Regions from separate parts of the Gossypium hirsutum genome. Here regions 1 and 3 are each linked to region 2. Evidence: chromatin contacts called from public Hi-C data. All regions are on one chromosome and are shown on one strand. The core of a region is the stretch at or near the end of the contact, and the rest is flanking DNA. Distances in the headings are between cores, read along the strand shown. Region 1 holds the start of LOC107921000 (exosome complex component RRP4 homolog). Region 2 holds the start of LOC107911480 (cellulose synthase A catalytic subunit 2 [UDP-forming]). Region 3 holds the start of LOC107911481 (ATP synthase subunit delta', mitochondrial).

Region 1 (4,265 bases), core at 1,520-4,019, 150 kb after region 2:
AGACCACATATGAGACATTTCGTTACCGAGGAGTAGAAAGGCCTCAAGTATATGACCGTGGCTGCTTGAACAACTTTCGAGAAGTATTCTGCTCCAAGATAAAGCCTTCAAGAAACAATTTTCACGCTTATGTACAAGAAAATGAAAGAGGGTTTACCCGGGGCATGAATTCAGAAGGTTACATAGGTAATTTAGATGGAAACCGAAGAGAAAAAGTAGAAGACGACCGAGAAATCGGTGGCGACCTTCTCAAGATATCCCAACGCCGTGAAGCTGAAGATGCTTAAGAGCAACCTCAACAAGCAGCAGCAGGCCTTTACCAAATCTCTTCTAAGGCTAGCTGAGTTCCTTTGGGATGAAAAATACCTTAAATGGGTAACTTTATCTTTGCCTAGAAATCTTGAGGGCATGGATAGCTAAAGAATTTTGAAAGAAAGAAAGAAAGAAAGAAACAGCAGCATAGACTAGCACTGATTGTTTTATCAGAGTCCATATTTGTTTATAGACAGTGCAAATCCAATTTAGTTTTATAAATATCCATCACTGAGTTATTCAATTCTCCCTTCTCAACATTGCATTATTATTATTTTTCCTATATTATGGTAGCATAATTTCCATCATAGATACATTTGTGAAGAGATTTTTGATTCGTTTAAGAGAAAGTTGTATAATGCTCACTCAGAACTCTGTAAAGAAAAAAAATAATTTTGAGCAAACTGAGTATGTGGATTGACAACTAGATATTCTAATTCTCATAAAATGATCTATTTTGATCAACCATCAATATTATCTCTTCAATCAATATAAGATATTTAGAGAGAGCTAATTAGAAGTCTAATTATTTAGAATTGTCAATAAATAAAGAGTCTTCAAGGCATAATAAATCTTATGGACGGCAAATCAAGCCCAATAAGTACTCTTAATGCCACCTCCTTGCTTGCTTGGGTGGCAAGGTTTCTCCATACATGTGTTTGTCACCTTTTAATATTAAGGCTTACATATATTTTGGATTGTTAATTAATTTCAAGTAAAAAATTAAAATTAATTATCTAATTAAATATAGTACGCAAACCCTATTTTAATCTCGTTGAACTCACCACGTTTTTATTGTATTAAAATGCATACACAATTTTATTTACTTAATTTTATTTCAAGCAATTAAATATTATAATCACTTAATTTAAATCCACTTCGAATCCATCATTTGATCTAATTAAATAAATATCCAAAGTAACTAAATTAATCCCAGATCAATCTAATCGTTAAACAAAAAAAAAACTTATTATTTCAATGAGTAAATCTAGTGAACTAATTCTACTTGTTCAATGTGTACGGTCCCATGCAAGTGTTCATATTAAACTTAATCTGTCAAAAAGTTGTGTTGAGTTAATAGATGAACCGATTGGACATATATAATTATGACTTAAATAAATTGTAATTAAGTTTTGGCTCTTTGTCTATTAATTATAAAGTTATTTTGTCACATAGTCATTCCACTAAAGTATTATAATTGATCTCCCTATTATATACTATTACTGTAACGCCCCCAAATTTTCTATACAACATCTGGTATTGTTCTGAGATCATGTTTAGTGAACTTTGAGAAAATATAAAAATGAGTTAGAAAAAGAGATCATAAGGAATTAATTTGATATTGGTGATGGAAATCAATGAAGAGTTGTGAATGTGAAAATGTGATAAAATGATCAATCATAAATTTTAAAAAGTATGAACACTAAAATATAATTTTACTAATTTGAGAAAATGTTAGTTAATAATGATTATTTGGAATAAAAATGACATGAAATGTATATTGGTAGGATGAAGATCACATTTAGTCTAAATTGGATAAGATTAAAAAGCATAGGGATTAATTTATGAATTTTCACTTTCACCATAAAAAGATAATTTATGACATAAGTAAACTAATATTGGAGTATAATTGTGAACTATACTATTTAGATATGTTAATGTGTCATCTTTATGAGAAGGGAAAATTGACTTGAGATGGCTAGTAACAAGTTACAAGCACAAAGAAAACTAGGGGAGAATCGAAGCTTATGTTCTTAAATGCTATCTGATGTTTAAATCAGCAGGTATTTAAAAGAGATAAAGGGTTTGAAATATATTAGAGAATAATGATAGTGAAAGATATTCCTTAATAATTGCTAGATCTTCCTTTTTTATCAAAACTTGCGGCCATTCCTTTTGTTACTCATGAGTTGCTTTCTTGCATAAGAGTGTGTGGTCGTATTGATTGGTTGAGATATTCGTAGTCGTTAATATCATGTTCTAAAACCATGTGCTTACTCGTTAGGGTATCCTTATTTGGCAAGATTGTGACCATGAACTTTGTGGTGTTACCCTATTCTTTTATTTAGGTGTTTATTGGATAGTAATGTTTATCTTAAAGCGCCAAGTGTAACATTGAAGTTGTAATTGAGTTAATATCGATTATGTTCGCTCTAATACATATTTTTTGGATTGGGGTAACAACTTTATATTAAATTTTCTAGAGTTGAATTATTTGTTTAATTTAAATTTCTCAATTATTACAAGTATTTTAAATTTAGATTAATTTGATTAGATATGAATAACTATTTAATCAAAAAAAATGTTTACATTAATTATAAAAAATAGCCTTCTAAAATGTTTTAATATATTTTAAATAATAAAAACAGCTTTTGACTTCTAACAATTGAGTTAAGCCTTCGCTTCTGAACAAATTTATTTAAATTAGGTTTTTCTTAGTTATAAGATATTTAGGCAAAAGAAATATCATTGTGCAGAAAATCTAACTTCTTCAACCCACGTAACTTTTCCCCTGTTTCTTATGCATTTCTCTCTGTCTCTTCTTTAAGCTTGAGCTGCGAGATATTTTTTTTGGGTACTTTGGTCACGGAAACAAAATTACAGAAATCTTACAAAAGTACGAACAAATCAACCGGGTGGCCCAATTAAATAGCCCGTTAACAGCCCAATTAGTAATCAAAGAATGGGGGGAAATTCAATCGAGGCATTAGGGTTTAGGGTTTCTTCTTCTCCTTCTTCTCTCCACTTTTTTTGTTTTGCAGGAAGAGTTTGAGTACCCCGAAATCAAGCTTATGCCGAGTAGCCGATAACAAAGATAAAATGAGAGGATTGAAGTTACCGTTGAGCCAAACCCAAAGGGTAAGACTTCAAAGGGCATTCGAAAAGCTTCAGTCTCTATCTGCTATGGCCAATTCCGACGCTTCCGTTACCGTCGCCGATACTATTCCTGTCAACTACGAAGACGCTTTTCTCAAGTGCTCCCCAAAAACTACAATTAAATTAATTATATAGCATGGCTAAACACTTGTTTTATGTTCTTCACTTTTTTTTTTCTGAAGGGGACATGGAACAACGGACCTCAACGGCGAATTGGTGGCAACTGTGTGCGGCGTTGTGGAGCGCGTCAACAAACTGGTCTACGTACGCTCCTTACGCGCTAGGTATTCTCAAACAAAAATCTCTCTTCAATCCTATTACTCTTCTTTTGTTGTTTTGGAATTTAATTATTTTCGAATTATTAAATCTTTTAGGTACAAGCCAGAGGTTGGGGATGTCGTAGTGGGACGTGTAGTCGAGGTAAGGCCTAAAGTGGCTGAATAACACTTACCTTCAAATGTGGCATTGACCCAGTATTTCCCTTTGTACCAAAAATAATTATTCTTCTTTTCTGGAACACATAAGGGACTTTGCATTTTCATTTATTCATATTCAGGTTGCTCAAAAGCGGTGGAGATTAGAAATTAATTTTAGCCAAGATGCGGTTTTAATGCTTTCTTCAATGAACATGCCTGATGGTATTCAGGTAACTTGTATATTCCTTGCAGAAATTATGTAGAATTTATAATGAAATTCGATTGAGGTTGGATGCTTGATGTGAGAGTGCAGTTCTCCTTGTATATTGTTAGACTAGCAAAGTCTTTTTAGTTGAACTTCCACCATTGGTCTGATACTGCATAGTATCCCTTGAAGCTATCCATTGAATTTTATATGAGCAACATTTATAAGTTCCTCATTCCTTGTTTGTCTTGCTTCAAAACTGCCTCATATTTATGCTAGCTGCGTTTTGATGCCATATGGGGAAAATATTTATGTTTTTTCCCTATGTTATACTGACTCATTTTTCTTGAAGAACCTGTTTTTGACATATATTTGGTCATTGATATGTGGATATGATCCTCCTAATAGATGGAAAATTTAGAAAATTGAATATACCCATGTTGGACATTTAAGTC
Region 2 (4,191 bases), core at 1,497-3,996:
TTCCTTATTTTCATAAGTATATTATGTGTTGTATTTATATATAAATTCTATAACCTAAAATTTTATTTGTAAATTATATGTATATTTTTAATCTTCATAATTTCCATGTGTACACCTTTTGATCCTTATTTATTTGTTTGCTATCCCATCCATTGTATAATTGTGTTTACATTTAATATTTTGCATGTCATGGATTACCCTTTTTTTATTTCGTTTTATTCATTTGCTTATATTATTTTTATGTCGATGATGTATTTATTATTGTTATTATTATACCATTTGTATGTATAAAATCACGTTACATCATTTTTTACTCAAATTTAAAGATAGAAATTTTTTAAAAATTGAGATAATGTTCGTATTTAGGATTTTCAAGGGAATTGAGCCCTAACGTATTGGGTTCCGATTTTCTTCGTTAAATCCGACAATCGAGCATTTCTCTTCAATCAAAAAAAATAAAAACTCATTATTGGGAATTCAACACGTTGTGTCCTAACGTATTGGATGTGACGCATTGATTTCTCGAAATGAAGATTTTTTTTGAAAATAATAAAGGAAATATTCCGAGTTTGGGATTTTAAAGGAATTGTGCCCTAACGTATTGGGTGTGATTTCTTAAATCTTGGATAAGTTGATGTTCTTTTAAAGTAAAGGAAATATTCCGAGTTTGGGATTCTAGAGGAATCGTGCCCTAACGTATTGGGTGTGATTTCTTGAATCTTGGATGAGTGGATGTTCTTTTAAAGTTTTATTGTACAAGTATTTTGGCCCAATTCATTTTGGGGAAAATTAGAATGCTGTGCCCTAACACATTGGGTGTGGTATCTTCTTTCTCTGAAATAATAAGGGTCTTAATACGTAGCCTTTTAAGTTTTGCTAAGGATTACTTTTTTTTCCAAATTCTCGACCTTAAGATACTAATTAATTAACTAGGTACCAATTTTGGGCGTTACGAGGGTGCTAATCCTTCCTCGTACGTAACTGACTCCCGGATCCGTTTTTCTAAAACTCGTAGACCAAAGCCGTTTTTTTAGGTGATCCAATCACACCTCAATAAAAGATTAGTGGCGACTCCCAAATTTTCATTTTTTTTAGAGTTGACAACCTAAATTTTTTGTTTTCAAAAATGGTTTCGACAGTTTTTTTCTGACCTAGTTGGTACCTAAACTTGTATTTTGTCACTTAAATTGGTATTTTCGCATTAATACCATAAGTTTGTGTTGATGTGACACAAATGACAAATATGATGGTGACACATGGTAACCTATCAGTATGACGCATGATGAACATAATTTAAAAAATTTTAAAAATATATAAATTAATAAAAATAAAACTTTTTTTGCATTAAGGATGAACCTAGACAAATGATTGTCCGAATTCAAATGTACTTGAACAACCATTTATCTATATTCATTTTGACGTACTTTTAGTAAGTTTATATGTTTTTAACTTTTTTTTATAAAATATTTGTTTATTATTATTTCGAAATTAAAATTATATAAAATTTTAATAAAAGGGTTAATACATAGTTTACCCCTTTAATTTATTAAAAAGTATCTAGTTAGTATTTGAGTTTTTTTTCTAACCTAGTTGGTACCTAAACTTGTATTTCATCACTCAAATTGGTATCTTCTCACTAACACCGTACTGTAAGTTTGTGTTGATGTGACACTAATGACAAATCTGATAGTGACACATGGCAATCTATCAGTATGACGCATGATGAACATAATTTAAAAAAATTAAAAATATATAAATTAATAAAAATAAAACTTTTTTCTCATCAAGAATGAACCTAGACATATGGTTGTCCAAATTCAAATGTATTTGGACAAACATTTGTCTAAGTTCATTTTGATGTACTTTTAGTAAGTTTATATGTTTTTTTAATTTTTTATAAAATATTTGTTTATTATTATTTTGAAATTAAAAATATATAAAATTTTAAAATGTATAAATTAATAAAATATATAAAAAAATTTACATAAAAAATGAACTTAGACAAATGGTTGTCCAATTTAAATACATATGGATAACTGTTTAGCCAAATTCATGGTAGATGTTCTTTTTAGTTCTTTTATATATTTATAAAATCTTAATTATTTTTATTATATTGTATTTTTATATATTTTTTAAAATATTATAGGCTTTTTATATATTTTTAATGGTATATATTTTTTTTATAAATTTACATTTTATATATATTTTTGAATAATAACTTAAAAATTGATATTTTATAAGAAATAAAAAATATATATTTTACTAAAATTATATCTAGATTTATATGTATCTGGACAACTATTTATTCAGGTTCATTCTTAACGTGAAAACAAATATTTTTATTAATTTATATATTTTAATTTTTAATTTTTGATTAACACGACAACCATTTAAATGTATTTAGATTTTTAAAATTTTTTAATTTATATCTACCATATGTCATGTTAAGAGATTACTATATGTCAGCATCGGATTGACCATCAATATCAAATCAACACAAACAAATTGACTAAATAATTTTTATTTTTGAACCATTTCAGAGGTCAACCCTTGCATTAATTTTTTAGAAATAAAGAATAGAATCCATTAATCAATAAAAATAAAAAATGTTCTTTGGTTTTTCTAAAAAATATTATTCTTTTGGTAATAATAATACTAAACAAGGATTTAATTTTTGATCAAATAATTTATTAAGAAAATCCAAAATATCCTTAAAAAAAGAGAGAGAAAATCTCAGGAAAGGAAAAAACTCAAGAAAGAAAGGTTAAAAAAAAACACTTAGACCCCAGCTTCCAGATCTAAATTCTTTCCCCATAGCCAACAAAACACTCAACAGTCTTTTTTTTTTCTTTTTTTCTTTTTGGGATTATTATTTTTCTCTATCTTTTAGAAGTGCTTCCCCTTCTGCTTGTTATCTCCTTCTTCGTTACGCGTCCTCATTTTAAACACTTTCATCACTACTTTCTCTCTCTAAAACTTTCCATTTTTCTTTTATTCTCGTTCTCTGAAATTGCGACCGAACCAGCCAGGTTTCCAAGCAGACTTGGCTTGCTTCTCAATCCAAAACCCATTTCCCTTTGTTTGTTCCTTTTCCCCCTTTTCGAGTATCTTATTCCATTATTATAATACCACCGGAGGGTACTCTTTTGTGGTGGAGCTGCGATTTCTCTTTCTTGTTATGGGAAGTGAAAGGACCAATTTTGGATCTTTTCGAGGAAATTGGTGGTACTGAGACTTGACTTCATTCAGTACTGAAGAAGAGACCGAGGGTTTTCAGAGTTGGATTGTTTCCTATTGCTATAATCGGCTATGGACACTGGAGGCCGACTCATTGCTGGTTCTCACAACAGAAATGAATTTGTTTTGATAAACGCAGATGAAAATGCAAGAGTAAGATACTTGTAATGTAATCTAAAAAAAAAAGAGCTTCTGTTTTTTTTTTACGTCTTTTTTGTTATTTGAGGAATACCCACTTGCTAATTTTGCTGTTTCATGAAATGGGTTTTCGTATTTCTTTCTGTGTATTGCACGAAATTGCGAGTAATTTCATTTCTCTGATCAGGATTTCACTAGAAATGTAACATGTTTTTGAGGCTAAATTTACAAAATTTTATACCTTTTTGTTCCATTTTGAGCCTTAAACCCCCTGAATCTTTTGAGTTTCTTTGGGGTTTTGGGTTTTTCGTCATGGGAGTTTAAAAATAGAGTTGTCTGAGTGTTGCTTGGTTAATAGGCGTTTCCATTACATTTCGTTTTAGGTGAAGTTCGGTTTTTGTGGTTGTTAACTATATGATTTTTGATGTTTTTAGGTCTGGTTCAGATTTCTTTTCTTGCATTTAAGATTTGCTATTCCTTCATTTTAGATTCTGGGAATTTGGCACAAACTGGAAGAAAGCATATGATTCTGATTCTGCCGTACATATTGGTCTCGTTAAATTGTTGAATTCTTCCAAATCTTTTGGAATTTAAGACATGGATGATTTGAATTTTGTCATAATGCTGAACTAAGCTCTGCTTATTTTTTTTGGCAATATTGATTTAAATCTTCAATGATTTAGCTTATACAGTTTTTAATGTAGCGTTCAAGTTCCTTATGTATTTATGATTTAATAAGCTATTTGAACTTGCAAGTTGCAATGCTCTCATAAAGGAGGAAATAAGAACGGGAGCTGTTTTTGTGAACCACTGTGT
Region 3 (4,652 bases), core at 2,128-4,627, 150 kb before region 2:
AATGCTAGATCTCGATATAATCTGTAATGATCTACGTATAATCACATATTCCGTACAAGCGTGCATATTGTCACGTCCCGAGATCGGGGCTGGAAGTTTTGGTCGTACATTGTGAAGGTTCGCCAAGATTCAGACGAGCTGGGTGTTCACTAAGAGAGTTTCAATAAGGGGTGCTCGCCAGCAGTAGTGTGCATCAAATGAAATGGTAAGCGGTTCATCAGTTTCATTGCGAGGCAGGTTCGCTAATGTGTTGGTAAGTTGGGGGTTTGCCAATCTATGTGGTGAATTAGGTTCGCCAGGTAAGTTGCGAACTGGGTTCACCAATTGAGTTGCAAACTGGGTTTGCCGGTCAAAGATACAATTAGACTCAAATTAGGAAAAAGTGATTTAGTGTATCTAGGAATACTTTACATGCAAGTAACAACTTTCCTAAGTCAGATAGAGTATCCAAAGATATCTAGGACTTTAGGTCTATAAAGACGACCCTTAATTCTATGAAATTCTTCACTGAAAATTCTGCCATCAAAGTCTCTATTCTAGTTTCTGTTAGTAGCAATCCTGGTAAGTCTCTGTCTTGTTAAAGTTGATCGTCCCAAAAGCTAGGTTCGCTTGCATGTGTGAAATTTCTATGCTCTGTTAGTAATCTGTTTGTTTGTTACGACCAATTCGACCATCTTCTAGCAAGGACAAAGGCGAAGCCAAACTCTTTTAAGTTTCTTCGTTTTCGGTAAGTGATAGGTAATTGTCAGATTATTGCTAATCGCTATGCCTTTCAAAAGTGTAAGTGGCCAGAAATTATTCTAATTGTGTTCAGAAACTATGGGCCCGTTTGTTTGACTGAAAATAATTTCCGAAAAATGATTTCTGAAAAATGACTTACTTTTCTGAAAATGTTGATATTTTTTTGTGTTTGAATGAATCTGTGTAAAATATTTTCTATTGTTTGGTAGATTTCCTGAAAATATTTTATAAAAACTAATTTAAATTAAACATACATTTGAGAATTTATTATTTTTTCATTGTTTAATTGAGCTTATTTTATATCTATTAAATTTATATTTTACATTATTTTTACATATATTGCAATGATTTATTTATAAATATTCATTTTTCATACAACAATACTCAAAATCTTGGAATCACAATATCATATTTGTAACATTTGCAGTAACTAAACTCAACAAATCAAAACATCTCCACTTTTAAACATCCTATCCTATTAAATTATTAATTACCAATGGAGGAACATATTTCTAGTAACACAAGAAGCTGATAATAACCGAGCTAATTCATAAAAGACTATATTATCCATTACTTTCCTTCATACACTCTACGTTTTTCCTACTTGGCAAAGGCACCATGAAAAGTTGCATTCTTATTTTCAATTTTCATAGGCAAACCCATACCAAAACACAAAGAGTAGAACATAAATAAACACTAGTGGAGTGACAAAGGATTTACTATCAAGTCTTCAGTTGACATTGGTCTCAAGTTTGATCTCTGAATTAATCTCTTACCCCTTTCCCCTTAAAAAAAAAGTGTATTTATGCAAAAAAACCTTCAACAGTTAACTTTGTCACTTGAGTGACCTGTTTAAAAGGAAGGGATAGATATGGCTAGAATTACATTTTGAGAATATTAGGAGACTTCTTAGTGGCCTTTGGTGTTGGAACCTATCAAAAGAAATAAAGACAGAATGGAAGAAAAATGTTTGAATAGTGGAATCAAATCATAGCAAGGATTGGCAAACTTGATCAAGTATCAGTATTATCATCATCCTTCAAGGAACAAATATAAGTGATAGATAGACATTAGTTTTGGTAGTTAGGTGCAATCCTTTAGAATTACATCTTTTCCCTCATTACCAATCTATGCCCATGAGCTGAAATTAATTATCTTTGTGCAAAATTATGAGGTTCCATTCGATGTCCAAAATTCAGAGCAAGGCAAATGCTTTTGAAAATTAAATAAAAATATATATAGCATAATAAGGAATATTGTGGAACTAAAATTATGAACACATAAGTTTTTTATAAGCAAATCCAACTTTCCAACACAAATGCTCCAGGTATCCGAGTGAATGCTTAGAAATATCATGACGGTAAGGCGTGCAAGTGCACGAAGTAAAGTAGGATAGCAAATGCTAATAAAAATACAACCCTCACTCTCTATTTGTCTACTCAAGGATTTTAAGGACACTAGTTATCAATGTCACTGCATTTTTAAGTGCATTCCCAATGAACTCACAATCCAATAATCCTGATATGGCCATTAACTTTTTCATCTAAAAGGAGTAGCAGAATTGGCATTGACAAGAAATAGACAACAAATATGAAAACAAATATTTCTTTTGGGATAAATGAGCTGCAGCTAAAAGCCTAAAAGATATCCTATGATCAGTTTCTGAATATGAAAATCAGTAAAGGTAATACGAATACACTCTAAATTGCAGTGCAATACCACAGTTTGTTGTCTTGTCTTCCAGGGAATTTAATTTTGTTTCAGAATTTGTAACCCGATTTAAAGACTGCATTGAATGGTATCATTATCAAATAAATTCATCAATAGGAGTTGTATGGGGCAAATGTTTGAAATCAACAGTAATGCCGTACAATTATAGACCCATTCAGATAATCAAGACAAAATAAAAGTAATTGGCATTGCATTCTATCGAAAAAACAACTAACATAATTTTAGCAAAAATAAAAAATAAAGGTTTGACATTTTGCCTTGTACCAGATAATAGCATGAAAATATTCATTTCCACAATCCTAATCCCAGAAAACAGAATTGAAGACAAATCGGAAATATCCCAAATAGAATTTAAAGAAAAAAACCCAAATGTTACCTCTATGGTGGCCAACTCAGAAGCATAAGGAAGGACGAAATGGACAGTGAGTTTGGAAGGAATGGAGGAAGGAGTGGGAGGATGAGGTTGCATGAAAGAGAGAGGAGTTTTAGGAGGTTCCATATTGGGGATCACTTTAGAACACGCCTCCGTGAACGTGGCATCCGCAAAGGGAGCCGCTGGCAGATCAGTGGAGAACGATCGAGCCCTTGCTGCCAAAATGGGTCGACGGGCCAATAGCATTGATGCTGGACGCAACATTCTGGGAGGGGGTTGGTGGTGATCGCTCGGCTATTGCAAGGTCAGAGACAGCGTCGGAGAAGAGGGGTCGTTCAGTCTCTTTCTTCACTCTTTTTTGTTTTGGTACTTTGTATTTTTGAAACCGCTGCTGGCTAACGGCAAGCAGTAGATCAGGGTGACAAGGATGGGGGAAGGGGGAAGGGGGAAGGGGGAAGGGGAAGAGGCATCAGGTTGAGTTTACTGGTGAAGGGAAAATCTTTGAAAAAGGTCTTACCAAAATAAAATTTGTAAGACATTTTCGTAAAATAAACATTTATTTTTCCATGTTTTGTAAAAGGTTTAGGATGGGAAACTATTTTTAGCCAAACAAACCTTAAAAAAGGCTCTTTTATTTTTACAAGTAAACAAACACAATCTATATTAATTGTTTTGGTTTTTTCAAAAGAAACTTTATTTTTGAAACCAAAAGTAAGTTTTCTGAAAAAGATCTGTTTTAATCTACGAAACTCTATTTTCAAAACACGATTTTGAAAAGATTATTTTAAAACATAGTTTTATGTGAGCCAATGTTTTAGGTATGTTTTGAAAGAATGGTTTTTAAATTGTGTTTTAAAGGCACTTAATGTCCAAGTTTTTTATAAGCAAATGTTTCAGCTCTGCTTCGTGCGTGCTCTTTATTAAGTTCGCTTTGTATGAGCTACTTGTTTAGCTTTGCTTTAGTGCGAGCTTTTTGTTCTGTGAGCTCTTTTGTGAGCCTTTTGATTGGTATATCAAAGATTGTGAGTGCTCATCAGCTTGTTAGTAAGCATGCTTTAACCGAACCGGTCTTGTGACCTAAGGTAGACCCTATTCATGTTTTTTGTTTGACAAACCATCGTGCGACCTAAGGCCGACTCTGTTATGATATATGTGAACTGGTCTTTGTCGCGTGTGAATATGATGTGCGAATTGTGCAATTGTGCATGTTGAATGAGTATCATTCCCACGAGGATTGGATGAGTGCTCTTTGTCTATGTTATCACAATTGAATATAAAAGATAAATGTATCGAATGATGTTTAATGAAATTAAAATGGGATTAACACATTAGAAATGAGAGTAATCAAGTATACTAACAGAGATTACCATGGCAACAAATCAAACAAGAGTACTAAGGACTATAGCAAGGTTGGAATATTGGTCGTGAAGGCTGGGATTACTAAGGAATATGTTCTAACCCGTGAATGTCGTGGCAAAACTATGGCGAACTTACTATTCGATTGGGCACTATTGTGGTTTACCTCTATCGAAAGCAAGACCTAGAGTTACTCACCCCTAAGACACTATATGTCTATAGGCTCGGGATTAACAACTACTACTAAAACTCAACCTTCTAAATTGTATAAGGTAAGGCTCTATGTCTAGAGTTTACACTAGTATTTCATTCAACACTCACTTATATTACCCAACTTCAGTCTAGGTAACCTAATCCGTCGGTGTCAAGCTACCTTAAGACTTATTGAGCATTCATCAACACTTTCTTAAGCTTTTAAACTAAAACAACCATTGATTAAAGCAGAAACATG

What was found. Hi-C and Micro-C count contacts between places; a contact is called where the count stands out from the background.
Region 1: a contact with region 2 is called in a Hi-C map of leaf, with 2.9 times the contacts expected there. The contact joins the promoter of LOC107921000 here to the promoter of LOC107911480 in region 2. A contact is called at or near these places in 3 of 34 Hi-C or Micro-C datasets (all in leaf).
Region 3: a contact with region 2 is called in a Hi-C map of leaf, with 4 times the contacts expected there. The contact joins the promoter of LOC107911481 here to the promoter of LOC107911480 in region 2. A contact is called at or near these places in 5 of 34 Hi-C or Micro-C datasets (all in leaf).

The regions. Positions count from the first base shown.
Region 1 is chrD11:39,920,484-39,924,748 of Gossypium_hirsutum_v2.1, forward strand. It overlaps LOC107921000 (exosome complex component RRP4 homolog), which reads left to right and starts at 2,770. Exons shown (of 7, transcript XM_016850845.2): 1 at 2,770-3,287; 2 at 3,372-3,473; 3 at 3,564-3,609; 4 at 3,746-3,835. The coding sequence starts at 3,133. LOC107921326 (protein S-acyltransferase 8) reads left to right here. Exons shown (of 5, transcript XM_041104516.1): 5 at 3-556. The coding sequence ends at 287.
Region 2 is chrD11:39,772,206-39,776,396 of Gossypium_hirsutum_v2.1, forward strand. It overlaps LOC107911480 (cellulose synthase A catalytic subunit 2 [UDP-forming]), which reads left to right and starts at 2,747. Exons shown (of 14, transcript XM_016839296.2): 1 at 2,747-3,390. The coding sequence starts at 3,310.
Region 3 is chrD11:39,625,834-39,630,485 of Gossypium_hirsutum_v2.1, forward strand. LOC107911481 (ATP synthase subunit delta', mitochondrial) reads right to left here and starts at 3,378. Exons shown (of 2, transcript XM_016839297.2): 1 at 2,849-3,378. The coding sequence starts at 3,109.